Regions from separate parts of the Sus scrofa genome. Here regions 2, 3 and 4 are each linked to region 1. A link is a contact called in public Hi-C and HiChIP or PLAC-seq data. All regions are on one chromosome and are shown on one strand. The core of a region is the stretch at or near the end of the contact, and the rest is flanking DNA. Distances in the headings are between cores, read along the strand shown.

The links. A called contact is a pair of places that touch in the nucleus more often than the background predicts. HiChIP or PLAC-seq counts read pairs in DNA pulled down with a chosen protein or histone mark.
Region 2: an H3K27ac HiChIP or PLAC-seq map of alveolar macrophages shows a contact between it and region 1. The contact joins the promoter of ZCCHC3 here to the promoter of SRXN1 in region 1. A contact is called at or near these places in 1 of 5 promoter capture datasets (fetal liver), 1 of 47 Hi-C or Micro-C datasets (embryonic fibroblasts) and 1 of 2 datasets of contacts at active chromatin or transcription factors (alveolar macrophages).
Region 3: a contact with region 1 is called in a Hi-C map of fetal skeletal muscle, with 1.9 times the contacts expected there. The contact joins the enhancer-like site here to the promoter of SRXN1 in region 1. A contact is called at or near these places in 3 of 47 Hi-C or Micro-C datasets (embryonic fibroblasts, fetal skeletal muscle and heart right ventricle) and 1 of 2 datasets of contacts at active chromatin or transcription factors (alveolar macrophages).
Region 4: an H3K27ac HiChIP or PLAC-seq map of alveolar macrophages shows a contact between it and region 1. The contact joins the promoter of SOX12 here to the promoter of SRXN1 in region 1.

The regions. Positions count from the first base shown.
Region 1 is chr17:34,580,550-34,586,777 of Sscrofa11.1, reverse strand. It overlaps SRXN1 (sulfiredoxin-1), which reads right to left and starts at 4,401. Exons shown (of 2, transcript XM_003134361.4): 1 at 4,130-4,401. The coding sequence starts at 4,300. It overlaps LOC106506648 (a long non-coding RNA gene), which reads left to right and starts at 4,415. Exons shown (of 3, transcript XR_002339912.1): 1 at 4,415-4,634.
Region 2 is chr17:34,880,856-34,887,542 of Sscrofa11.1, reverse strand. ZCCHC3 (zinc finger CCHC domain-containing protein 3) reads left to right here and starts at 1,911. Exons shown (of 1, transcript XM_003134368.4): 1 at 1,911-4,731. The coding sequence starts at 2,055. The coding sequence ends at 3,263.
Region 3 is chr17:34,904,371-34,910,913 of Sscrofa11.1, reverse strand. C17H20orf96 reads right to left here. Exons shown (of 12, transcript XM_021077827.1): 6 at 4,883-5,041; 7 at 1,666-1,765; 8 at 344-501; 9 at 170-271; 10 at 1-36. Among named protein-coding and RNA genes, the nearest start is that of C17H20orf96, 16 kb to the right of the region's middle. Within about 2 kb of position 5,138, at least 40 of the 83 cell types and tissues checked have an H3K27ac peak or open chromatin away from gene starts, as enhancers often do. A contact at or near this core is called in alveolar macrophages, embryonic fibroblasts and fetal skeletal muscle, where this site is marked.
Region 4 is chr17:34,854,997-34,861,452 of Sscrofa11.1, reverse strand. It overlaps SOX12 (transcription factor SOX-12), which reads left to right and starts at 3,019. Exons shown (of 1, transcript XM_021077779.1): 1 at 3,019-6,304. The coding sequence starts at 3,493. The coding sequence ends at 4,431.

The DNA of each region.
Region 1 (6,228 bases), core at 3,152-5,651:
TGGGCAGATGCTACAGATCAGGCTCCCCCCGCCCCCGCCCCGACTAGGCTATTAACAGATTATCACAGCACATGCATATTATCTTCTCTGGCACCGTTTCAGACTCTGGGAATAAGGTCAAGACCCAGTCCCCGCCTTCCTGGAGCTTCAGTCTAGTGGGGCAGACGGAATGGAGAAGAGAACGTTAGAGTGAGAAATGCCATGAAGACGGTAACACAGGTTGACATGACAGAGAGGGGAGTCCACCAGACCCCTCTGAGGTGACGATGGAGCAAAGACCTGAACACAGGAAGTCCCCTGGGAAAGAGACAGATGGAATATTTAGAGAGAGAGCCCAACTGCCAGGTTCAAATCTCAGCTCCCGGGCAATTGCTATTTGTGCCTCAGCTGCCCCAGCTATCAAATGGGGATAAACACGACAGACCCAGAGAACTCAGAACGGTTGGTTTGAATGAGCTCATAGATATAAACCGCTTCAAAAGACACCTGGCCCAGGAAAGTGCCCAAAAATACACATTGCGGAATTCCCGTCATGGCGCAGTGGTTAACGAATCCGACTAGGAACCATGAGGTCGCAGGTTCGATCCCTGCCCTTGCTCAGTGGGTGAAGAATCTGGGGTTGCCGTGAGCTGTGGTGTAGGTCGCAGACGCGGCTCAGATCCCACGTTGCTGTGGCTCTGGCATAGGCTGGCAGCTACAGCCCCGATTGGACCCCTAGCCTGGGAACCTCCATATGCCATGGGAGCGGCCCAAGAAATCAAAAAATAAAGACAAAAAAAAAAATAATACACATTGCGTATAACCTGTGGGAACAGCACTTGAGGCAGAGGGAACTGCAAGGGCAAAGGTCTGAGGCCAGCACAAGTTCACTGTATTGCAGGCGTGGCAAGGAGGCCAGTGTGACCCGAGTGGACTCAGGTTGAGGAATAAAGAAGTCAGAAAGGAAGCAGGGAGTAGGCCCTGGAGTGTTTTATTTATCTATCTTATTCTTCTAGTTTAATTGAGATATAATTGCCACCCAGAACTGTATATGTTTAAGGTGTACAGCATAATTTGACTTATATACATCATGAAGTGATGGCTATAGTAAGTTTAGGGAATATCCATCATCTCATATAGATATGACATTAAAGAAATGTAAAAAATGGTTTTTTTTTCCTCGCGATGATAAGGCTGCAGATTTATTCCCTTAACAACTTTGATAATAATGTTTAGCAGAGTTCATTGTATTTATCCTGCTATACATTATATCCCTAATTTATCTTGTGCCTGGACGTTGGTACCTTTTGACCACCTTCATATAATTCCTTTCCTTCTTCTCATGCCTCCCACCCCCACCCCTCACCCTTTGCTAACCACAAATCTGATCTCTTCTTCTATGACCCTGTTTGGTTGTTTTTGGTAGATAATTGACCTACCACACTATGTTAGTTCCTGGTGCACGCCACGGTGATTCGATATTTCTGCACATTTCAAAACGATCCTATGATAAGGCTAGTTACCATCTGCCATTCTACAAAGAGATGACACACTTATTGACTCTATTTCCTGCACTGGACATTTCACAGCCGTGACTCATTTATTTTCTAACTCAAAAAGTCTGTACCTCTTAGGAGGCCCTGGAGCGTTTGAAACAGGGGAGGGTGACAAGATCTGAGGAACAGTCTAGAAAGTCATGGGAGAGCAGGCTTGGGGGGGGGTGGACAAAGGCACGAGCAGGGAGGACAGAGGCAGGGCCAAATCAGGTATTCAGGAGAAGATGCAGGCCCGAGGGAAGGTGTGTGGGGGCTGGGGGGGGGAATAGGGAGAGAGGTGGACAGGTCTGGGACACCTTTAGGGGGATAGAGCCCCGGGAGGGATGAACGTGAGAAGAGGAAGAGGAGCATCTAAGTTGACTTCCTGTGAGGGGCCTGAGCGGCCAGATGGTCCTCTAGGTAGGGAAGGCCTAGGGCCGGATGGGAGGGGGTGGAGTGCTCTGGGGAGACTGAATTAGGTGTGAGCTGCCTACAAGGCCTCCCGCCACTGGCCCACGGGTGGTCTCTTATTAGGCTGCTTCAATGGATGCATGTATCCATTTATCCCAGAAATGATGACTAAACAGTAAGGCCCAGCAGTTAGGAACAGGGGCTCCCAAACCAGGCAGACATGAATGTGAATCTCAGCTCCTCCAAAGAGCAAGGGCTGGGTGGGGCGGTGGGGTGGGGAGCTGAAGAACTGGCCTTGCCACTGGGCATTGTTCCGCATCTGTAAAATGGGTTTAGACATCCTGCTGATGAACTCAGGGAGCTGATGTGTGTGTGCCAGGCACAGAGCAGAGGCTGCCCAGTGGGGGAGCTGGAATGAGGGGCCGCTGTGCCTGGCAGGCCTAGTGCTGGCCACCCGGGGGTGTGGGTGGGTGGGCAGAATAACAGCCCCTGGAGATGTCCCCATCCTAATCCTTGGAACCTGTGAATGTGTTACTTACATGGCATAGAGACTTTGCAGATGGAATTAAGTTAAGGATCTTGCAATGGGGAGATTATCCTGTTATCCAGATGGGCCACATGTAATCACCAGGGATCTTAAACGTGGAAGACAGAGGAACAAGAGGAGGTCTGATGTTTCTGGCTTTGAAGATGGAGGAAAGAGGTCAAGAGCCAAAAATGTGGGTGGCCTCTAGAAGCTGGGAAAGGCAAGGAAATGGATTCTCCCCTGAGCCTCCAGAAAAGAATGCAGCCCTGCTGATACCTTGCCTTTAGCCCAGGGAGACCCATTTTAGACTTCTGAACTATAGAACTATAAAGTAATACAATCTGTCTTTATTTTAAGTCACTAAGTTTCTGGTAATTTGTTACAGTAGCTATAGAAAAGGAATGCAGATGGTGAGCAAAGGCAAGCCAGGGTCTTGCCCTCACAGAGCATATGTTTCTGGCCTAGAAGACAGGTGGCTGGGGCCATTACAACCCAGTGGGATCAAAGGTTTGCTGGTAGGCATGCAGATGGCTGGGGGCCCATGGGAGGCCCCAAACCCAGTAGGGGCTGTCAGGGAAGATACTGACCCGAAGACCAAGGAGGATTAGAAAGAGTAAAAAAGACACGAAAGAGTTTTCCAGGGGTGGGGTGGGGTGGAAAGTCTGTGCAAAGGCCCAGTGGTGGGAGAGAGCACACAGGGCCAGATCCTTCAACAACAGCCAGGCACCGTGTTCATGTCACGGAAAGAGCAAGATAGGACCAAGTCTCTGCTTCTATGGAGTTCACACGAGGTGGGGAGGAGGGACAATAAAACCCAAACAAATGTATAAAATAACTCAGCGGGACACAAACCCTGCAAGGAGAAATACCTCGGGTTAAGGGGGGAGCCACAGAACAGGGAGGCAGGGACCTAACCCCAGAGGGGCAGCAGGCTCTCTGGGAAGCAGTTCCAGGCAGGAGGAACTACCAGCAGTGCAAAGTCTAGGACTGAAAGACATGCCTGGAAGCAGGAGAGGTGTCTGGTGGGGCCTCAGGGTCTCACATGGCCACCCTCCAAGGGTCTGGGGGAGGGGGACAAGATGTCATGCAGGACACCTATGGCCCCTCCCTCCCCTCTCATTCCTGCCAGGATCACACCAGCCTTCTCCAGCATCCTCTCTGAGCTGTGGCTGACCTGTTCCTCTCCCAGTTCCAGTTCAAACAAGGCCCTCTCTGCAGACAGGACCCCACCCCCACCCCAGTCCCACTGCCACAGCCAGAAGTGACCACACATCTTATCTTAGGATAATGTGGTGGCCATGCAGCTGGGCACTGTGGCCAGGCTGTACCACTTTCTTAAATGCCTGACCTTGGACAAGTTGCTTGAATCCTCTTGTGCCTTATTTCCTCGTCTGTAAAAGAACCTCTCAGGATTGGCATGAAGAAGCTAAGCACTTAAAAGAGCTCCTGGGCCATTTCAAATACCATCTTGATAGGAGTCAGAGATTGTTATTTTTATTCTCTCCTCCAATCTCCTTGCTCAAAGAGGAAACAGAGGTCCAGAGAGGCCCAGCAGCTTGCTCAAGGTCACACAGCAAATGCTGAGCTGCGGGGGAGACTGAACCAGTCCCGTCTGGCGTCCGGCGCATCCTCCCTCCTCTGAAGCCCTCCCAGCTGCCAGCTTCCCCCAGGGCCTCACCCGGATCGTGTCCACGAGGCTCTGCACCTTGGCCGGGTCCAGCACAGACGGCAGCGGCCGGATGAGCACGCTCAGCGGCACGTTGTGCACCGCGGCGATACAACCCGAGTGGATGCTGCCGCCCTGCGCGCTGCCGCTCGGCCCAGGTCCCTCGGGCGACCCCCGGCCCATCCCGGCCCTGCCCAGCGCTCCTCCGCACGCAGTCCCATCTCGCCGCCGTCGCTACCGCCGCCGCCACTAGACGCACCTCCTCCCAAGGGCTTTAACCCCGGCCGGGCCGTACCATTCTGCGCAGGCGGCGGGGGGCCCGGCCAGTGCGTCTCTCTCCCCCGGCCCCGCAGTGGTCCGGCCCATCCCCCGCGCGTCCCCGCGGGACCTCGGCTCCACTCGCCCGGCGCCGCGGGATGCACGCGGGGCTCCGGCTCTCCGCTGGGGGGCGCCGCACCGCTTCTCCTCTTCCGCTCGGCGTCCCGGGAGTGGAAGCGTCCGGGCAGGCTGACTCAGGGTGAGTCTGCAGGTCGTGGGGCGGGAGGGGCGCCGATGGCTGTGCGTCACACACCGGGGTGACTCAGGTCCGCGGGAGGCGGGGGCGGGGACGCGGCGTGGAAGGGGCCAGATCTGCCCGGCGAGAGTGAGTTGGCAAAACCTCGCTCTTGGCAGCCCAGCCTTTGGAGCCTTAGCGGTAATAGCGGTAGAAGTAATAATAATACCTACCAACAACAGTAATATTACGAGTCTGACGAATCTGGTGCTGTGTCGGGCACTGTCTTAAACACTTTGCATGTACATTAGTTTATTTAAACCTCAAAACAAGTCTGCAAACTAGGTATGATTAACTCCTATTTTGCAGACGGGGGAAACTGAGGCACAGCTTGGTTTAAGAGACTTGCCCAGGGAGTTCCTGTCGTGACTCAGTGGTTAACGAATCCGACTAGGAGCCATGAGATTGCAGGTTCGATCCCTGGCCTTGCTCAGTGGGTTAAGGATCCTCGTTGCCGTGAGCTGTGGTGTGGGTTGCAGACATGGCTCGGATCCCGCGTTGCTGTGGCTCTGGCGTAGGCCGGTGGCTACGGCTCTGATTCGACCCCTAGCCTGGGAACCTCCATATGCCTTGAGAGGGGCCCAAGAAATGGCAAAAAGACAAAAAAAAAAAAAAAAAAAAAAAAGAGAGAGAGAGAGAGAGAGAGACTTGCCTAAGGTAATGAGCTAGTAAGTGGCTCGACCAGGGTTTGAATCCTAGCAGCCTGACTTCAGAGTGTGTTCTGTACCCACTGTTGGTTTGTATGTTGAGATACCTGTGACTCAACTCAGAATGGCTATAAGCGTTAAGAAGATTTGTATTTTCACATAATTAAGATGTCTGGAGGTAGGCATATCCAAGGCTGGTGAAGAAGTAGCTGAACAATGTCAGGATGGAGACTTAAGCCTCCTGTTGAGATTAAGGTGAGGTACCTTTCTCTGGGGCTAATGTAAGTTTGGGACTGGAAGCTGGAGACATTCTAGGATCTATGCAATATCCTTTTGTTTTAGTTTGGATTCTCCCAGAAGTAGATCCCAAGTCTGGGACTTGTATGCGGGTACTTTATTTGGGAGCTGTTCTAGTTATTATCACTGTAGCACAAACCTCTTGGAAATGTAGCAACATAAGACAACCATTTTATAATCCTCACAGATTTTGTGGGTCAAGAAATCAGGCACGGCAAAGTGGGGACTGGTTGTCCCTTCTCAGCAGTGTCTGGGCCATCAGTGGGGAGGTGACTCAACATCCAGGGGTGACCTGATGGCTGGAGCTGGACTCATCTGGAGGTGATTTCCCTACACATTCCTTGGGCCATACCACCTGTCAGCCAGAACGCCTCCCTGCGGCCTGGGCTTCCTCATAGCATGGCAGCTGGCTTCCAAGAACCAGTGTCCCAAGAGAACCTGACAGAAGCTTCATGGCCTTTTCCAGTCTAGTCATGGAAGTCATGTGACATCATTTCTATCTGTGGGAGCGGTCTCCATGCCCCCTCCATGCTGTTTTCCATAGTGATTGTACCCTCATCCCCCACCCCACCCCCAGCCAGGCTCAAGGGAAGGGACAGAGAGTCCATCCCTTG
Region 2 (6,687 bases), core at 662-3,161, 300 kb before region 1:
GTTCTAAAATTTATACAGAGGATCCAAATATAGCCAAGACAACTGTGAAGAAGGAGAAGAAAGACTGTTTCCCATTTTAAAAAGAAACTGGAGTTCAGGCTTCTCTTAAAAACAGGAAGATCTGGCCACAGCGGGGACTGGAGTTGACTAGCAGCTGCCCGTATTCAGATAGAATATGTGCCCACCAGTTCCCTCCCCCCATTTCCTTATTTATGGTACCTTCCAGATCCTTATAGATATTTGATTGTATGCTGGAGTGGGGGTGGGGAGAGGGAGTTAGGGTATGAGGAATAAAAGGGATTATTTAAAATACATAGGTTCTGTTTGGTTATGCAAACATCATCCGCATGGAAAGATATTAGCAGGCAAGCAGAAAGAACAAAAGGGGGGAATGCGTGAATCTAAGATTTGACGTTTCTGGTTAATGGGCACGGACATGGGTGGAGGAGAGGGGATAGAGGAAAGCATGGCAGAGGTTATAAAGTGAGGGAACTGGAAGATTCGCACGGCACAAGAGTTGGAGAGGCTGGCTTCCTGAGTTCATACTGGAATTGGGGTAAAGGGAAAGATCTTAAGAAAACAACGCACGGGGCTCCTAAGAACTGCAAGAGAAATAGGAACGAATCCAACAGAGGCAGAAAGGAAAAATAACTTCTCCTGGAAACCCATTGTGGACCAAGCTCTTCCACCCAGGTTATCTCCTGAACCCCCATGTTAGTCCTCTGAGAGGAGATATTAATATCTTTTTGTTATGGATGAGCAAATTAAGCTATGAAAACTGAGGTCATTGGCCCCATGCGACAAAGCTGAGCTCTGAAGCAGTCAGATTCAAACCAGGGTCCCTGACTCCACAATCCACCTTTTCTTTCACTAAACCCAGAGGATCACTGGAACACCCTGAAATGCAAGCGCAGCTATGGCAAAGAAAACAACATGAGGAAAGGTGCTGTTAATCTCACCCCCTCAACCACCCAAATTTTATCAGTGCTTCCGAAGCACCAGTTGACACAGATGAGGGAGAAATAAGAGACTGTGTCCCCTGCTAACTTCAGTTAGGGAACCTGTTTTAGACGGGGGTTCCTGGAGAATCTAATCCAAACAGTCCTTGATCCACAATGTCAGAAGCAAAGAGGTAGAAGCCCCCCTAGGCATGGGGCTGCCTATTAATTCTGCCCCTTGACCAAGTGATTTAATCCCAATCTCCAAGCCCCTGCCGCTGGTAAAACGGGTGTATTCACGGGATTGTTTTGGAAGACTCCATGTGATAAAGCTTGCAATGTGCTTAGAACAGTTACTGGACACTTCAGCGCTCAATGTCATCGTCATCATGAATATGATGGAAGTCTTTTTTAAAAATAAGGCAGTCTGACTTACTTGGAAATGTATCAAAAAACAGGAGGTGAGGAGGGATAGAGGTAGTGTGATAAGGTCTATTAAAACTTTAATGACAGAAAGTTAAAATAGTTAAAAAGTTAAAGTGCACAATTCTTTCAACTTCCTATGTTTGAAAATGTCCATGATCCAACGTTGGAAAAATAATGCAGTGTGACCTGCTTTGAGAGGAGGGGAGAGCTAAGTTTTGTTTTTGTCTTTTTTTTTTTTTTAATAGAAAAGGTACAAAAACGAAAACAAAATGGGCGAAATCTTCCTCAACCCCGTCCCGCCTTCGGGCTGTGGGCCGTTTGTAAAGCTGCTTGAATGAAATCATCGAGGACCGCTTGCGAAATACCAAATCCTCGAGAGCGAGACCCAAGGCTGCCAAACTCTCGCAAGGGGCAGGGACGCGCTCCAAGCGCCCCATCCCGCTTCGATGCCGAGGAGGTGGGGTTGGAACGAGCGCCGGCGGAAACGCGGCCCGGCCGTTACCAGGGGGTTCCCGGCTCGCGGGGCCACTGAGCGCTGCAAGTAAATACCTTCGGCGGGGCGGGGGAGAGAAGCGTCGAATTTCAAAAAAAAAAAAAAGCCCAAACCCCCACAGCCCCGGGCGGGCGGGCGCGCGCGATGGGCGCCCTTTGGCTGAGGGAGCGAGTGGAGGATGCTGGGAAGGAGGTAAAATGGCCACCGGCGGCGGCGCGGAGGAGGAGAGGAAGAGGGGGCGGCCGCAGCTCCTGCCCCCCGGGCGCCCGGCGCCCAGGGCTGAGGAAGCTGAGGGCGGCCGCGAGAAGATGGGCTGGGCCCAGGTCGTGAAGAACCTGGCCGAAAAGAAGGGCGAATTCCGCGAGTCGCGGCCGCCGCGGCGGGAGGAAGAAGGCGGCGCAGGAGGCGGGCTTTGCGCCCCCGCGGGCCTGGCAGCGCCGGGCCTCGGCGACTTCCCCCCGGCCGGCCGCGGGGACCCGAAGGGTCGCCGAAGGGACCCGGCCGGCGAGGCGGCGGACGCCCGCAAGAAGAAGGGCGCAGCCGAGGCAGGCAGGAGGAAGAAGGCCGAGGTGGCGGCCATGGCGGGCCCGAGCAGGCCCGGCGCGGCCGAGGACGCGGCCGAGCGGCCTCCCCAGGACGAGACGGCGGCGGCGACGGGCCCCGGGGCGGGCCCGGGCAAGGGCCGCTTTCTCGTGCGCATCTGTTTCCAGGGAGACGAAGGCGCTTGCCCGACCCGGGACTTCGTAGTGGGCGCGCTCATCCTGCGCTCCATCGGCATGGACCCGAGCGACATCTACGCGGTTATCCAGATTCCCGGCAGCCGCGAGTTCGACGTGAGCTTCCGCTCCGCGGAGAAACTGGCCCTGTTCCTACGCGTCTACGAGGAGAAGCGCGAGCAGGAGGACTGCTGGGAGAACTTTGTGGTGCTGGGGCGGAGCAAGTCCAGCTTGAAGACGCTCTTCATCCTCTTCCGGAACGAGACGGTGGACGTGGAGGACATCGTGACCTGGCTCAAGCGCCACTGCGATGTGCTGGCCGTGCCAGTGAAAGTGACCGACAGGTTTGGGATCTGGACCGGGGAGTACAAGTGCGAGATCGAGCTGCGCCAGGGGGAGGGCGGGGTCAGGCACCTGCCGGGAGCCTTCTTCCTGGGGGCCGAGAGGGGCTACAGTTGGTACAAAGGGCAGCCCAAGACGTGCTTTAAATGTGGTTCCCGGACCCACATGAGCGGCAGCTGCACACAGGACAGGTGCTTCAGGTGCGGGGAGGAAGGGCACCTGAGCCCTTACTGCCGGAAGGGCATCGTCTGCAACCTCTGTGGCAAGCGAGGACACGCCTTTGCCCAGTGTCCCAAAGCCGTTCACAATTCCGTGGCAGCTCAGCTAACCGGCGTGGCCGGGCACTGAACACCCGCCTGCCTGCCAAGGTGAACACAGAGCCAGCTTACCCCTCTTAAGTGCCAAAACTTTTTTTAAACCATTTTTTATCGTCTTCGAAGGAGATCTTCTTAAACCTGCAAGAGACGTCTCGCTCTGCCTTCCTAAACCGAGTTTACTCCATTTCAGCCTTTACTGAATTTGGTGACTGTTGTCACTAACGATGACCGAGAACTGTAGCGTGCAGATATGTCGCCCCTCCCTTTTTTAAACTTTGTTTTCTGTTTTGTATTCGAGGATTTTTTTTTTTTCTGGTACTTTTTATTCCCCACGCCTTGTCTTCTCCCTGGATATCCACCCTTTGGGCTGCCTTGCTCATCTTTATGCCCCAGCGCTAGGTAGGGGCCCAGCACATGGTAGGCACTCCATCAGTGTTTGTTGAACTGAGAACATTGTTGACTGTGGCTTTTGTCAGGGTGTCTTATCTTTTGCAGCTCATCCCTTACCCCTTTTAATTTGCTGCTTCTAATCTGTGTGGTCTGAGAATTTGTGAAACCAGTGTTGTTAGAAGTGTCTGTAATCTGAGTCAATAAGCTCTGCATGGTGGCCAAGGGCCTCTCTTATGGCATTAAAATGCGTGGACTTGGTGACAGCACTTTCAGTGGCTCAGAAGCCATTTTTCACAGAATCACGGAATCTAGAATTTTCCTGCTGGAAAGGACCAAAAAATTGGTTTTGACCAATCCCCTGGTTTTCCAACAGATGAAACAAGGCCCAGAGAGGTTAGAAGACTGGGTCAAAATCACAGAGCTGTCTGGTGCCAGAGCTAGCCTAGAGCAGAGTCCCCTGACCCCAAGCCCGGTGCTCATTCTACTACCTCTCACACTTCACAACATTTTCCTCAACACTGAGGGCCCAGAAAGTCTGCTCTCTCCAGAATGATGAGCCCAGAGGAAGGCTAAGAACTCATGTGGGAGAGGAAGCAGAAGATTTGGCAGGGGCTTCTCAACGCTTGGGAGATAGGGAAGGACAAAGAAACATTATGACCCAGGGTGTATTCATTGCTCCCTGGGATACCGGCTCGGGATTAAAGTGGGCCAGGACCTTTGTGGCCCTCCCCTTCCCCATTCATTGCCGTCTGTGAGAAATAGAGGTGCTCCTGAGCAAGGAAACCTGCCAAAGGTTTACATTCGCACCCCAGCCTCGATAGCTAGAACCCCCAGAGAAGCAGCTAACTGGAGCTCATCTGTAGCCTCCTGACTCTCAGGAGAAAACCAGAATTATTAACTCTAAAATGTACTTCCGAAATAGGCCAAGCCAGAGGGCAGTGGGTCAACTAAGTGTTAATCAAGTTAAAGTAGAAAAGACAGTACACTGCTTTTCTTTTAGTTGTTGTCTTCCCTTTGCTTCATGTTTTGCTATTTCCATGTGTCTTAGAATGTAAAATCGATTGTTTAAAGTTTTGTTCTGAATAAATATTTATCTTTTGTATTGCTAACACCGCTGAACTATTTCCTTTCAAAGCGTTGGATGCCTAGGTACACAGACCCTCTTTCAGCCCAGGCCTCCCACACACCGTTTGTTTACCCTGCAAATACCTTTCCAGCCCCTGCAGGCAACACTTAACACCTACTGTGTTGTCCCAAGTCCTTGGGAGTTGTTCCCTAAACCTGTGCATCACAATCACTTAGCACACTGTTAAAATTCAAGTTTAAAGTCCTAACTCAGCTCTGAGGAATCCGAATCACTGCAGTGACACAGTTCTATTTGGTACTAAGGCGAGTAAGGGGGACTCTTCCCTCCCCCCAGGAGATTACAAACCAGTGGGAAAGACCTAGGAAAGATGTCACCTTCCTCATTTTACAGTTATTGTGGGAGTTCTGAATCGAATACAAAATATTCATAGGCTTAAAAAAAAAATGCCGTTTCTTCCCCATATAAGGGAGGAAGAGAGGAAGAGTCTAGGAAAATTGCTGGAGCTGACTCACTCCTCCCAAGCCAGCCCTGGAGACCCCAGACACAACCCTCCGAGGAAGATTTTCTAGCTCAGAGATAGGACGATCTGATCCAAGGATTAATGTTCTCAATGAATTGATTCTACGACTGAGTAATTTTGAGGGTATTGCCAGAGCTGATCTGCTGCAGTCGAGGCCTGGTTGGCTCCTGGGAATCCTGCCGTTCAGAGCCAGCTCAGCCCTTTCTTCCCATCTCCCAAGGCAAACACATTCTTCCCTCCTCCTCGCTCCCTACCTCCTGTCCCCTCTTCCTACTCTGCCAAGGGTTTCCCTCCCTCACTGCACTAGAGGCCCGAAGCCGGGAAAAGCCTGCATTCATCATAGTCCCCGCCCCCCTTCCTCCTAGCCGGCCCTCTGCCAAGGAGCCTCCTGGGACGGAATCTTCCCTCTCTCTGCCCCTCCCCCCCAACTCTACTGGAGAGAGCGGAGGAAGACGCCGTTTCCCTGCCCATCCCCCCCAGGATCTGCTCCAGGGCCTCCTGCCTGGCGGTCTGGGGACTGAGCCACCGGCAGGAGCAGAACAAACCTCTCCCAGCTTCCTCTCCTGATCTTGCAGCCCCCAATTTACAATCCTTCACTGTTCGGGGCTCCTGGGGAGTGTGTGGAGATCTCCAGACCGAGGCAGGCTGACTAGCTGACATTCATTTGTTCAGCTTTCAACAATACTGAAGGCCATTAGAGCCAGGCCCCATGCAAGGCACTCTACATACACCCATGAGTAAGACAGGGTACTTGCAGAGGGACCTACAGATAAGTAATAAGGAAGCAATTTTTAGAATAATAAGTATGTTTAAAGGTTCTGGAATAGGGTATAGAGTTGCCTCGAGTACAGATCTAGAAGAGATGTCTGGATTGAAAACCTGCAAGATGAAAAAGAGGTGAAGAGAGAAGAGACATCCAAGCAACAGAAACAGCCCAGAGCCTAGAGTACAGGGCGTGTGCAGGCTGGCTGGAGAGTCACAGGAAGACGTGGATGGAAAAGGCCAAGAGAGGATGATACTGGGCTTGTCAGTATTATAAGAGACTTGATTTCGTCCTAACACCCTCCACTCTGGCCACCTCCATTCCATTCACTCATTTAACGCATGTATGGTAAACACTAACTCTTCCAAGGCAATGGAATATAGCAAAATAGTCAAGTCCCTTGGGGCTCAATTTCTAAAGTCACACAAATACATAATTATATCTGTAATAATGCATTGAAGGCAACATACAGATGTAGAACAAGGAAAACTGATCTGTTCTTGGAGGTCAGGGATAACTTCCCAGATAACATATTTGAACTGAGATCAAAAGAATATATAAGAAGTTAATTGAGAGTTGGGGGTAGAGGTTAAGCGGTGGTAAGGGTGTTAGCCTAGGTTTGCCTAAGGATAACAAGTAACACAACCCTACAGTGGGAGGAGGCGTGGCGGATACCAGAAACCAAATGAAGTCCA
Region 3 (6,543 bases), core at 3,889-6,388, 320 kb before region 1:
CTGCAAGAGCGTCTCCTGATGAGCATGCTGGATTTTCTGCAGAGGAAGGAGAGGTCTGGCCCCGAGGTCTGGTCCCAGTCTCTACCGTGCACTGGGTAGCATGGCGCAGGGGAAGAAAGCAGGGCTGGGGGCAGGACCTGGACTCCTATCCCAGTAGTTGGCCACTCACCAGCACCAAAGACCCCAGAAGGGCTTTTTTCTTCTTCTGAATCTGGCTGGAAATAGACGCCAGGACCATTCTGCACATCTCACCAAGGTCATCCAGCTCATCCTGGGGGTCAGCAGGAGGGTGTTGGCCACTGGCCCTGCCCCCCCAAAGGCCCGTGAGGTTGGGCTCACCCACCTGCTGGCTGTCCTTCGTCTGCTGCAGCTGGCGCACAAGGCTGGCAACCTGGACCGACTTGATGGGATACTCGTGGTCCTTGTAAGTGCTCACAAAGCTCACTTTCTCGTGGACCTTCTCAATCTTGGCGTTCAGTTGCTCCACCTGCTGCTCCAGGCCTGACGAAGTCAGGAGGGACAGAAAGCAGGACCCTCCCTCAAGGACCCCTCCAGGGGGATCAGAGAGGCAAAGCTCTCTTTGGCCAATGGACTGGAGTCTGGGCTGCATCGAGTTCACACCAGGCTGGGAGCTGGTGAAAAGTCAAGCCCCCAGAGAGTTCTTTCCCTTCCCAGGAGAAGAGGCAACAGCTGCCCTACCCCGGTGCGAGATCCCAAGACCAGTCCCACCTCTGCCACTGACACACTGCGCGACCCTCACCAAGACCCTCCCTCTCGGGACCTCTGTCTCCTCATACACACACTCCCCAGATGACAAGCCCAGGGACATGGGGCGACACCGGCTCCCATGACACGACCAGGGCAGGATTCAGACATCCTCCCCGGAGGGGATCCCCAGCATCAAGGCCGCCTGACCCACCCCCCCTCGCTCGGAAGGCTTCTAGTCTGCTCAGGGGAAAGAAACCACAGGTTCGGCAGGTGCCAGCCACTGACTCCCAGAGGGACCCTGGCAAGAAAGAGGCAGGCTAGGATGGGATTCTGGGACCTGGCTGTATTACCTTCAGCAGTGAGCTCACTTCCCTGAGCCTCAGTCTCCTCATCTGTAAACCGGGAGAAAAGTCCCTGCCTCACAGGTAGTTGTAGAGACAGAGAGTGTGCCCAGAAAAACCAAGCGCACAGGGTCTGCCATTGCGAAGCGCTGCATAAATAGGCTGTTAGCTCTGCCTCTTAGCAGTTCCATCTGCCTCAGAAGGGAGGAGATGGGCCTGACAGTTTCCAAAAGGGAGGAGGTGCAATATTTATATTTATATAAAACAAAGACTATATCGTACAATACATTGTCTCATAATTTTCCTTTCACACTAACATATTGGGTTTTTTTGTTTGTTTTTTTTTAGGGCTGCACATGTGGCATATGGACGTTCCCAGGCTAGGGGTCGAATCTTAGCTACAGCTGCCAGCCTACACCACAGCCATAGCAACACCAGTTCCAAGCCTCAAATGCGACCTACACCACAGCTCACAGCAACGGATCCTTAACCCACTGAGTGAGGCCAGGGATCCAACATACATCCTCATGAATACTAGTCAGGTTCTTAACCCTTTGAGCCACAATGGGAACTCCATTTTCTTTTTTCTTTTTTTTCCTCTTCCAGGGATTCTTACTGTGCATCTTGGATTCCTCCTTCTCCTCCCACTCCTGAAGCTCGTGTTCCATCTGCTGCAGCCTCTTCTTGTTTGAGTACTCCAAGATGCTGATGATGGTCTGGGGGAGGCGGGGGTGGGGGGTGTCAGCTCAGGCCCAGCCTCCATGGGCTGTTGGGGGGCCTGGGCACTTCCTCAGAGGAGCCCCCAAACCCAGCCCCACTCCCAGGGCCAGGAGCCTGAGCAGAGGCTGGAAAGCAGTTGTCTGCTGCCCTGCCACAAACTTTCCCCCTGCTCAGCGGGTGGCGGCACCAGGCAGTCAAGCACACAGGCCAAACCAGGCATTGGTCCCTCCTCCCCCTTCTCCTCCAAAATGTTCCCAAGGGGTATGAGTTTGCCCCCCAAACAGCCCTCGAAGCCTTGTCCTTCTCCCATTCCCATCGCCATCATCTCATTCAAGTTCTCTTCATCTCCTGTCTGAAATACTACAGCAGCTACTCCTAACTGCTCCTCCTTTGAGCTCTTCTCCACACAGCAGTCAGAATGATTTTTTTTTCCTTCTTTTTTGCGTTTTAGGGGCACACCCATGGCATCCAGAAGTTCCCAGGCTAGGGGTCAAATCAGAAATGCAGCTGCTGGCCTACACCACAGCCACAGCAATGCCAGATCGCCGACCCACTGAGTGAGGCCAGGGATCAAACCCACATCCTCATGGATACTAGTTGGATTTGTTTCCGCTGTGCCACAACAGGAACTCCCTCAGATGATCTTTCTTTAAAAAAAAAAAAAATTTTTTTTTTACTTTAAAAAATTGAATTTAAAAAAATTTTAATTAAAACAAACAAACAAACAAGCAGGAGTTCCCATTGTGACTCAGCAGGTTAAGAACCTGACATAGTCTCCATGAGGATGCAGGTTCGATCCCTGGCCTTGCTCAGTAGGTTAAGGATGTGGTGTTGCCACCAGCTTCAGTGTAGGTCACAGCTGTGGCTCAGATCCGGTGTTGCTGTGGCTGTGGCTTAGGCCTCAGTTGCAGCTCCAATTCAGCCCTAGCCTGGGAACTTCCATATGCCAAAGGTGCCATAAAAAGAAAAAAACAAAACAAAACAAAACAGATCACCACATCCTTCTCACTATTTAAAACCCTCCAACATCTCCCCTCTGCCCTATAAATAAGATCCAAACCCCTGTCCTTGGCTGACAAGGCACCCCTCAACCTGACCCAGGCCAATCTCATCTCTCTCAGATCCCTTCCTCACACCTTACTGTCCAGCCACACTAAGCAACATGTGGCTCCTTGAGCCACTCATACTCACTTTCACCCCAGGCCTCGGGTACCCACATCCCCAGGCTGGAACACTCGCCAGCTCTCAGCCAGTTAGCACCTACTTCTGCAGGTTTCAGCTCAAGCATCACCTTCTCCGGGAAGTCTTCCTGATCCTCCCATGTCTGTGTTAGAAGGCCCCTCCTAGCTCCCCAAGTCCCCCCTCGCCATCACAGTCACACAAAAGGCTTTCTCCCTGCCTGTCCCTCCACTAGAATAAGAGCTGGACAGGGATGACTGTCCTTCTGATCCCTGTTTCCCCAGGACCCACAGGAAACACTCAGGATGAACAATAAATGTATAAATAGAACAATGGAGGCAAATCAGACAATGACTTTGTCTGGGTTTGGCAAATATTCTAGAGTTTCCTTGGACTGAAGGAATAACTCTGAATGTCCCTGGTCTCTGTTATAGACGGAATTGTGCCCCTTCCCAAGTTAATATGCTAAGGCTTAACCCTGTCCCCTACGTGACTGTATTTGGAGATACAGCCTTTAGAGAGGCAATTAAGGTTAAATGAGGTTCAAAGGATGAGGCTCCATTCCAGAAACTACTGTCCTTCTAAGAAGAGGAAGCAACACCAGGGATTTTTTTCTCTCTCTCCACACACATGCAGAGCCAACGCCACGTGGAGACACAGCAAGAAGGAAGCCATCAATGGTTCAAGGAAAGAGGCTTCAGCAGACACCAACCCTACTGGCACCTTGACCTTGGACAGCCTCCAGATCTGTGAGAAAATTTATGTTTGTCATCCAAGCTACCGGTCTGTGGTACTTTCTTGTGGCAGCCCAATCACACCAATTAAGGCTCCAAGGTATCGGAATTTTTGTTTCAGGCTCCAAGTAAACTCAGTTCCTCTCCTCCTGGGCAAACTGCAGTCAGAAAGGAGTTACTTCTCCATGAAGCCATTTTCTCTGATTCTTCTTCAGCCTGAACTCCCGGTCCCCTGTGAACTTTCCGCCCTCTCTCAAAAACATCGCCAAGCCTCTCCTACAGGAGGCAGGGGATGCTCCCTGGGCTCTCAGCAGTCACCCTGACCAATAGACCATAAGTGCCAGCAGTGGATGAAGGTGGTAGTCACAGCATGGAGGAAGGGGCACAGATCCCAGTGCGAGATTGTCTGGGTTCAAATCCCAGCTCTGACCCTTGCTAGCTGGTTGACCTTGAGGGTGACCTTGAGCAGGTCACCTAGCCTGTCCATGTTTCCATTTCTTCATGCGTGGAATAAGGAGAACAGTAAAGCCCAAACAACTGTTGTAGGGTTATGTGAATACATATACAGTATTACACTGTATAAGTATTTGCTAGCGATGTTAGCTAATTTCTCTTGCACGCCTGCTGTGTGCCAGGCCCAACTTCTCTTTGGAGTGGGTGCAATTGTCCCCCATTTTATAGGGCTCAGAAGTTAATTTAAAGTCTTCCATTCCAGGGAGTTCCCGTCGTGGCTCAGCGGAAACGAATCCGACTAGGAACCATGAGGTTGCGGGTTCAATCCCTGGCTTCGCTCAGTGGGTTGAGGATCCGGCATTGCCGTGAACTGTGGCTCGGATCCTGCGTTGCTGCGGCTGTGGCCAGGCCGGCAGCCGTAGCTCCGATTAGACCCCGAGCCTGGAAACCTCCATATGCCGCGGGTGTGGCCCTGAAAAAGACAAAATGACCCCCCAAAAATAAAATAAATAAATGAAGTCTTCCATTCCAGCTAATAAGTGCTGGTTAGGATGTACACCCTCCTCTTGATTCCAAAGACGGGCGGGTAGTATGTAAGAGATTAATCTCTCAGATGGAGGAAGCAGCTTGTGCAACCCGCCTGGAGAGGTAGAACGAAAGCAGCAGAGGGCGCCCGAGCGCTCAGGAGGGCGGTGTCTAGGGCTCGATCGCCGCACAGAGGGCAGAGGCGGGGCTGTGGACGCTCACCATGAAGACGTCGTGCTGCTGCAGCATCACCCGCACTTTCAGGGCCGAGCTGTCCTCCGTGTCCTGAATGGCCTTGATCAGCTCCCGGTTGAGCTGGGTGAGGAAGTCCTCGTGGTTGCAGAGTTCCTGGTGCGAGGCTTGCCGGTGTCTGAGCATCGTCTGCGAGTGGAAGGACAGGGAAAAGAGGTCGCGGTGTGCGAGGCTGGCCAGAGGCTCCCGGAGCCTAGGGACCACTTCCCTCCGGTCGTACATCCGCCCCCTTGTGGCTTCGACTGGTAAATACCACCCGAGCCGGGCGGCGGTTCCCCATTGTCTGCGGGTCTGAGCACGTTGAAATATTCCATCCATTCTGAAACATCCATTTCCTCCTAATTTTACATCTCTGAGGTGAGGGTGTGTCACACATCCACACCAATGGGTGGCCTGTCACAATCTAATGGACACATATTTTATTAATGGGTAATTAAAACAAAAGGGCGCCGCCTTATCTTTATTAGGCAGCGTCTGGAGAAGAAACAGCAGAGGCAGACATGGCTACCCTTCATTTCTCCTCTGACAGCGGAGTGAGGACTCCCTCCTTTCACCCAGGGCCCCTGGGGAGACAATGAGCATCTCACGGATTAAGTGACTTGCCTAAGGAAAAGCAGGTTACACAGCATCTACAATAATAATAACAACAATTGCTAAGGCCGCCTCACTCAGCACCGGGCGTGTTATCGGTTCACCCTCCAACAACCCTGTGTTTACCAGTTCTATTTTTCTGAGAGGTGGAAGGTCAGACAGGTTAGATGACTGCCCCAAAGTCACACAGCCTGGAAGTAATGGCACCAAAAGTCTAAAAGCAGACTACTGCTTCCCAAAGTCTGTCTGTCCATTACACTAAGAGGAGGAACTGTGTGGGCTTAAAACTGCCACTTGGAGGAGTTCCCATCGTGGCTCAGTGGTTAAGGAATCTGACGAGGAACCATGAGGTTGCGGGTTCAATCCCAGGCCTTGCTCAGGGGGTTAAGGGTCCGGCATTGCCATGAGCTGTGGTATTATTGGTCGCAACTCAGATCCCGAGTTCCTGTGGCTCTTCTTCATTCCTTCTGCTCGTTCTCATTTCTCTGTCCTTTGCTAGAAATGACCCCTCCCCAGCCCTCAGCCCCCATGTCCCTCACAGGAGAATACGAATAAGCGTGCGAACACGTGGAGACTGGAAACCTCCAGTCTAAGTGCAAACTTCGGTGTGCACCACATCACCTGGCACTATTATTGGCCCCCACTTTAGAGAAGCAGGACTGGAGGGTCAGAGAGATCCAGGACCTGACCCAAGATCACACAGAGCAGAGCTGCTATCTTTGAAGTCTGGACTCCGAGCTCTACTATCTTGTCGTCACCAAAATATCTCCAACATGGCCCACAGGGACCAGAAGCATCTTGTGAGAAATGCCAGCCTCCAAGTCATGGACCCCTTGAGCCCCACTCCCGGGTGATTCTGATAAAGTGTAGCATTCATGACTCTGCTCTAGAAATGGACCCTTCCCTAACGGTCCTGAGGCTGCCGGGCAGTCAGGATCCTACTCCATGTCCAAGAACAAACCAACTGGGTCATCTCTGTTTCCTTGCTCTGTCCCCTCTTCCCTCTTGTCCCCACAGACCAGTCTGCACAGAGCAGCAGC
Region 4 (6,456 bases), core at 1,770-4,269, 280 kb before region 1:
AGAAAAATGAACAAATCCCATACAGGTGCAAAAATATAGACGAATCTTAGCACTATAATGTTGAGAAATACCAGAGTATTACATGCAGCATGATACCCTTTTGATAAAGCTAAAGGCAAGAGAATGTATTTTTGAAGAAAATAAAATTTTAAAAATAAGACAAAGGAGAAACTGGAACCCTCATACACTGCTGATAGGGATATAAACAGTGCAGCAAATCCACTGAGATGGAAAGTAAATTTATGGTTGTCTAGAGCTGGGGGTTAAGAGCAGAGGTAGAGGATGTGAAGGTAGAGGGGATGGAGGAATTAAGTATAGAGTATATATACTTATACATCTCTGTATATATACATCCTCCCTTTGCGGGATGATGAAAATATTCTAAAATTGACTGTGGTGACGGCTGCACAAGTTATATATCATTGAATCATATAGTTTAAACGGGCGAATAGTATGGCACATGGATTATATCTTAATAAAGTTGCTAGCCTTTCTTTAGGTGTAAAGGAAGACTCAGGTTAGCTATTAATTACATCGGGTGAGGAAAAGCAAGGAATGGGGATGGGCAAGACGTTCACAAGGGAAGCGAGGTCATTGTCACTGTTCCAGTTCTTGGGCTGGGTTGCTGATTTCGCTGGTGTTTACCATATTACATATAATCAAATACATACAAACATAAAGTGAGCCAATCATGGACAATGATGTCAGCAAACTGACCAGCAATTCTGTGTACCTGGGATGTAGGGGGATGGGTGGGCAACAGCAAAGTGGTCAGGGCAGGTGTCTCTGGAGAGTTCATGTGAACTGAGGTTAGAACGAAATGGACCAGCAATGTGGGGAGACAGCATGTACAAAGGCCCCGGGGTGGGTTCAAGACTTGTGGTTGAGGGCTATCCAGGAGGTCAGCACTAACACTCTAATGATGGTTATTAGCAGCAGCTACAGCGCCAGAGTTAAGATCTTTGAAAGGCTGTAAACACTGAAAAGATGGCAGTGCCCATCCTATGTCATTGAGAATAAAACAAGTATTAAATGGGAAAAGTGTAAATTCAAAAAAGCTTTTATTTTACCCAGGCTTGCTACTTTGATACCTTTTTTGAAATGTTAAATCCATCCCACCCTGCCTAATTTTTTTTTTTTTATCATATTGGTGTCTCTAGGTTGGTGGTACCCTGAGTCCCTGATAACTATTTTGTTTTGGTTTGGTTGTTTGTCTTTTTAGGGCCACACTCACAGCAAATGGAGGTTCCCCAACTAGGGGTCGAACTGGAGCTGTGGCGGCAGGCCTATACCACAGCCACGCGGGATCTGAGCCCTGTGCGGATCCTTAATCCACTGAACAAGGCCAGGGGTTGAACCTGTGTCCTCATGGATACTAGTTAGATTCGTTTCTGCTGAGCCTTGATGGGAACTCCCCTGATAACTAATATTTATCCAGCATTTACTAGATGTCAGGGATGTGTCTACATTCATTACCTCCATTTAATGTGCAAGATAACCATATGTGGAAGAAAGTGCTTTTTTCCCTATTTTCAGGCCAAGCAAAAAAGACACCTGCATATGATTACAGGAACTCGGACTTCAGGGAGCACTGAACCATCCAGGCTACCGTCATGAAGCTTCAAACTCGGGGATCTCCAGATCTCAGCATTCAGTAAGTCGCCAGAGGTACCATTTAGTCGCCCGCAGGGCCTTCTCCTCTGGGTGCCCTGTGCCTTTAAGAGTCGCCCCCTCCCACCCGCGAAGCTACATTTCCCTCCCGGGCACCCAGAGCACCACCCCGCCCCCATCGTCTGTGGAGCCGCACCTCGTCCTTCCTCCCCGCCCCACACCCGCAAGCTCTCAGACCCCGCCCGCCCAGAGGTGGGTGAGGTCTACCGCGTGAGACACGCATCCTCCGACCCGGACATTGCCCCGCTGTGCCCCAGCAAATTGCTACCTTAGATACCCTCAACCCAACCTCTCCCAGTTTCTTATTCCGCGGAGCGATGCTTCAGCACCTCTCCCACCGCCTAGGCCCACGGCACGATGAAGGTGACCTACCCCAGGGGTAGCGCACGCCCCGCAGTGCCCGAGCGAGCACACACACGTGGTGAACAGGGAGCGCGCAGCCCCTCCCCGCCACGCGCCCAGAGCGTGCGTCCCGGGCACGCCCCCTGGCCTGACTCCGCCCCTGTGCCCGCGCACGCTTCTTCAGACCCGGGAGGGGCATCGCGCCCCAGTCTGGCACCCGGCTGGTCGCGGTGTGGGGTGGGGCCTAGGAATGGGGCACCCATACATTTTCGAACCTCGCCTGAGAACAGAAAAAGCGAGAAGTCCTCCCTATTCGGGTGCTTGGCTGGTTGGCGAGGTGCCTCGGCCCCTTCGTGCGCTGCGGAGAAAGCTGGGACTGCGAACCTAGGATTCGAGCTCTCATCTGCAAATCTTTGGTGTTTCTGCCTGGAAAGTGGGAGTCATGTGGCCTTCTTTCCCAGGACTCTTACGGCGTTTCAATCGAGAAAAAAAAAAATTTGAAAGGGACTCGGTTATTTGGGCCCCAAAGCATTTGTTGACTCGTGCTTGGCTAGACCTTGTGTGTAGTAGGCAGGGGCTACATCACTGACACGATGAGTCCCTTAAGGAGATTTCCTGAGCCTAGGTTCCCCCACCTTTGTTCTGGGACGATTCAAAAAGACGCCACCGAAAGAGGAGAGAGCAGAGGTCCTACCTGGCGGCAGGTGTCATTGAGCAAGCTAAACTTCAAAGGCAACGTGGGGGCGGGGACAGGCTTTCGGAAGCCTGAAGAGAAGCACGCTCGGCGTCCCGCCACCCTCCCACTAGTCCCAAGCCTAAGAAAAGAAACCTACTTCATCCGACACCCCCGATCCCAGTCGGGAGACCGCCCAGCCCCGCAGCCCCGCAGCCCCGCCCCGCTTTGGCAGACAGCGATTGGGAGATGCAAATACCAGGTTCTCTGCCCAGCAACGGGTGACGCGCCGCCCGAGCGCGAGGCGTGGCCCGGCCGCAGCCCAAGCGGGCACCTCGGTGTTTACACGGGGCGGCCCCGCGCGCGCCGCAGCGGCCCGCAGACGGCGAGGGGGAGGGGTGGCGCGCGCGCCGGCGGGGCCGCGCGGGGAGAAAGACACTGGAAGGCAGCCGGGCGGGGAGCAGCGCGCGCGGGCCGCGGCTTAGCAGGCGGCTGCGAGGAGAGCCCGCGGGGGCCTGGGGGTGCAATTCCTCCACCCCCGCAAAACAATGTGTGGCGTGCTGCAGGGCGCAACTTGCCGGAGGCGGCGGGGGCGCGCCGAGCCCGCCTGAGACCGCGCCGCTGACCTTCTCCCCCCGCCGTCCGTTGGGCCGGTGCGCCCAGCTCCTAGCTCCCCAGCTCGCGGGGGCCGGGCCGAGCTGCGGGGCGGGGCCGCCCCTCCATCGCTGCTGCCTCCTCCCCCACCCCCAGCCGCGGAGGATGCGGACGGCCCCCGGCGGCGTCTAGCGGCCCCGGGCCCAGGCGCGATGGTGCAGCAGCGGGGCGCGAGGGCCAAGCGGGACGGCGGGCCGCCGCCCCCGGGGCCCGGGCCGGCCGAGGAGGGGGCGCGTGAGCCCGGCTGGTGCAAGACCCCGAGCGGCCACATTAAGAGACCAATGAACGCGTTCATGGTGTGGTCGCAGCACGAACGGCGGAAGATCATGGACCAGTGGCCCGACATGCACAACGCCGAGATCTCCAAGCGCCTTGGCCGCCGCTGGCAGCTGCTGCAGGACTCGGAGAAGATCCCGTTCGTGCGGGAGGCGGAGCGGCTGCGCCTCAAGCACATGGCGGATTACCCGGACTACAAGTACCGGCCGCGCAAAAAGAGCAAGGGGGCGCCCGCCAAGGCGCGGCCCCGCCCCCCCGGCGGCGGTGGCGGCAGCCGGCTCAAGCCCGGGCCGCAGCTGCCTGGCCGCGGGGGCCGCCGAGCGGCAGGAGGGCCGTTGGGGGGCGGCGCGGCGGCGCCCGAGGACGACGAGGACGACGACGAGGAGCTGCTGGAAGTGCGCCTGGTCGAGACCCCCGGGCGGGAGCTGTGGAGGATGGTCCCGGCAGGGCGGGCCGCCCGGGGACCCGCGGAGCGTGCCCAAGGGCCGTCGGGCGAGGGGGCGGCTGTCACAGCCGCCTCCCCGACTCCGTCGGAGGACGAGGAGCCGGAGGAAGAGGAGGAGGAGGCGGCGGCAGCGGAGGAAGGCGAAGAGGAGACGGTGGCGTCGGGGGAGGAGCCGCTGGGCTTTCTATCCAGACTGCCCCCCGGCCCCGCCGGCCTGGACTGCAGCGCCCTGGACCGCGACCCGGACCTGCCGCCCCCCTCGGGCACGTCGCACTTCGAGTTCCCGGACTACTGCACCCCCGAGGTTACCGAGATGATCGCAGGGGACTGGCGCCCGTCTAGCATCGCCGACTTGGTTTTCACCTACTGAGCCCACCGTCAGCGGGGCGCGCACGCCCCCAAACCAGCTGTTTACATACAGGAATCAGGTATTGGGGCCCCTCGGAGGCCGAGGCTGGCACCCCATTTCCCGCACAGCCTCCCCCCTCCTAGACGTGCCCATCCCCCCTCAAATCCAGACATGCCCCTCCCCCCGCAGACACACCCCAAGGCAGCCCAACCCCCACCCTTTCCCCGACATCCAAGCCCCTCCCCATCTTGCCCTCTCCCTCGCAACCACCAGCAGCCGCCCCCCCATACACCTCGTATCCTCCCCTAGAGACCTGTACCCCTCCCCCACGTTGCATACGCCCCTCCTCAAGGCCGGAGGACACGCCCCTGCCCTTGCTCCGGACTCCCTCCGCGGTCGCCTAGCCCGCCTCCTGTCTTGTTGGGGGGGGGCGCTGCAGCTCGGCCGCCCTGCGCCCTCCTCCCTTACCCCCCCCGCCCCGTCCCAGGGAGGGGGAGGGGCACACGCCTTTCCCCTCCGGGAGCGCTGGGGCCCGCCCCCTTCTCGCGCATGCCTAATGCTTCTTGGGAGGAGGGGGCTGGTCCCTGTCGAACTGCACGGCTCTGTCAGCGGCTCCGGGAGGAAGGGGGGGCGGATATAGAGCGATCCTGATGAGAAACCTTTAGATCCAGGAGCCACGGCTTCCGTTCAACCCGACGGGGCGTCACTGCCTTAAATGGGAGGAGCACTCGGAAGGGGGAGAAAGACCAGCCGGCCCTGAAGGGTTGGTTTGGGGCTTGGAACTCTCCCAAGTGGCACGGCCCCTTTTCCCTTACGGGGTCGCCGAGACCCACGTGCACCCCCCACTACACACACGGACTGCCTGACTGCCTCTACAGCCTAAACTGGTTCTCAGAAACCTCCCTTTCCCCCACCGGGAGCTGGGGGCAGGGTCTGTCTTTGAAAATCCTTCAGGAGAGAAAACTAAGAACAAAGACACGTAGCAGTTGTTTGGGGACCGGGCCTTTCTACTCCCAGCCCTCCCCAGTTGTCCTATCACCTCAGGGCACCCTCCCATCCTGGGCTCCTTCCTAAGCCCACCGCTCCTTCCTATCATCAAGGTCCCTCTGCCTCCAGTGACAGTATTCAGTGGAAGAAACTGAGACACGTTGGTACTAGGGGGGGTGAGACTGAGGCGTGGTGGCAGACGAAGTGGCCAGAAGAGCCCCACTTGTCAGCAGCTGAGAGAGACCATCAGCTGAGCTAGTGAGACTGAGGGGAGGGTCAGCGTAGCGGTGGGCCTTTTGCGCCCAGCGCTGCTGCAGGAGGAAGCTGTGTCCAGTTCGGTGTGCCCTCGGGAACCGTGCCCATGACGCCGTTACCCCCTCTTACCCCCACTCCCGGCTCAAGCCCCGCCCCTCCGGCCTCCCCACGCCCCCTTTGCCCTCACTACCTGTATCTCACCGGCGTGTGTTCACCCTCTCCGGGTGTGCACACACTCTCATTCACACACACACACAGATCTCAGGAACAAACGGTCCCAGAGTCCTCCGGGACCCCTGCCCAGGGTCTCTGCAGGTCTCTGCCCCACGCGTTCCCGTCGCTGACAAAGCCACCAGCTGCCTCCTTTAAGCTTGGTGCTCCGGCTCTGGGCCTTTTCGCGCGCGCGCTCTTTTTTTCTCTCTCTTTCTCTCTCTCTCTCTCTCTTTTTTTTTTTTTTTTTTTAAGAAAAACAACAACAAAAAAAAAAGACAATGAAAAACCCCAGAAAACGTCATGTGAGTGAAGAGATGTCACTGTCTGTGGTCTTGGAGAACTAGTCTCGTAGCTGAGGGGAGGGCTCCCTCTGGTCTGGGGCACTGGCACCCACAGCAGGACTTCTGCCAGGACTGAATAAAGTGTATTTGCCCCATCTCGCCCTGTGGTTCTACATGTCTTTGCCTCACCTCAACCCTCCCCGAACAGTTTGGCAGATTCAGGTCCACAAGACTTATTAGCATCATGGAGGAAGAGCTGGGGGTTCCAGGGCAAGGAAGGACCTGGCCCCTCAAAGCCTCTCTGCTCCCT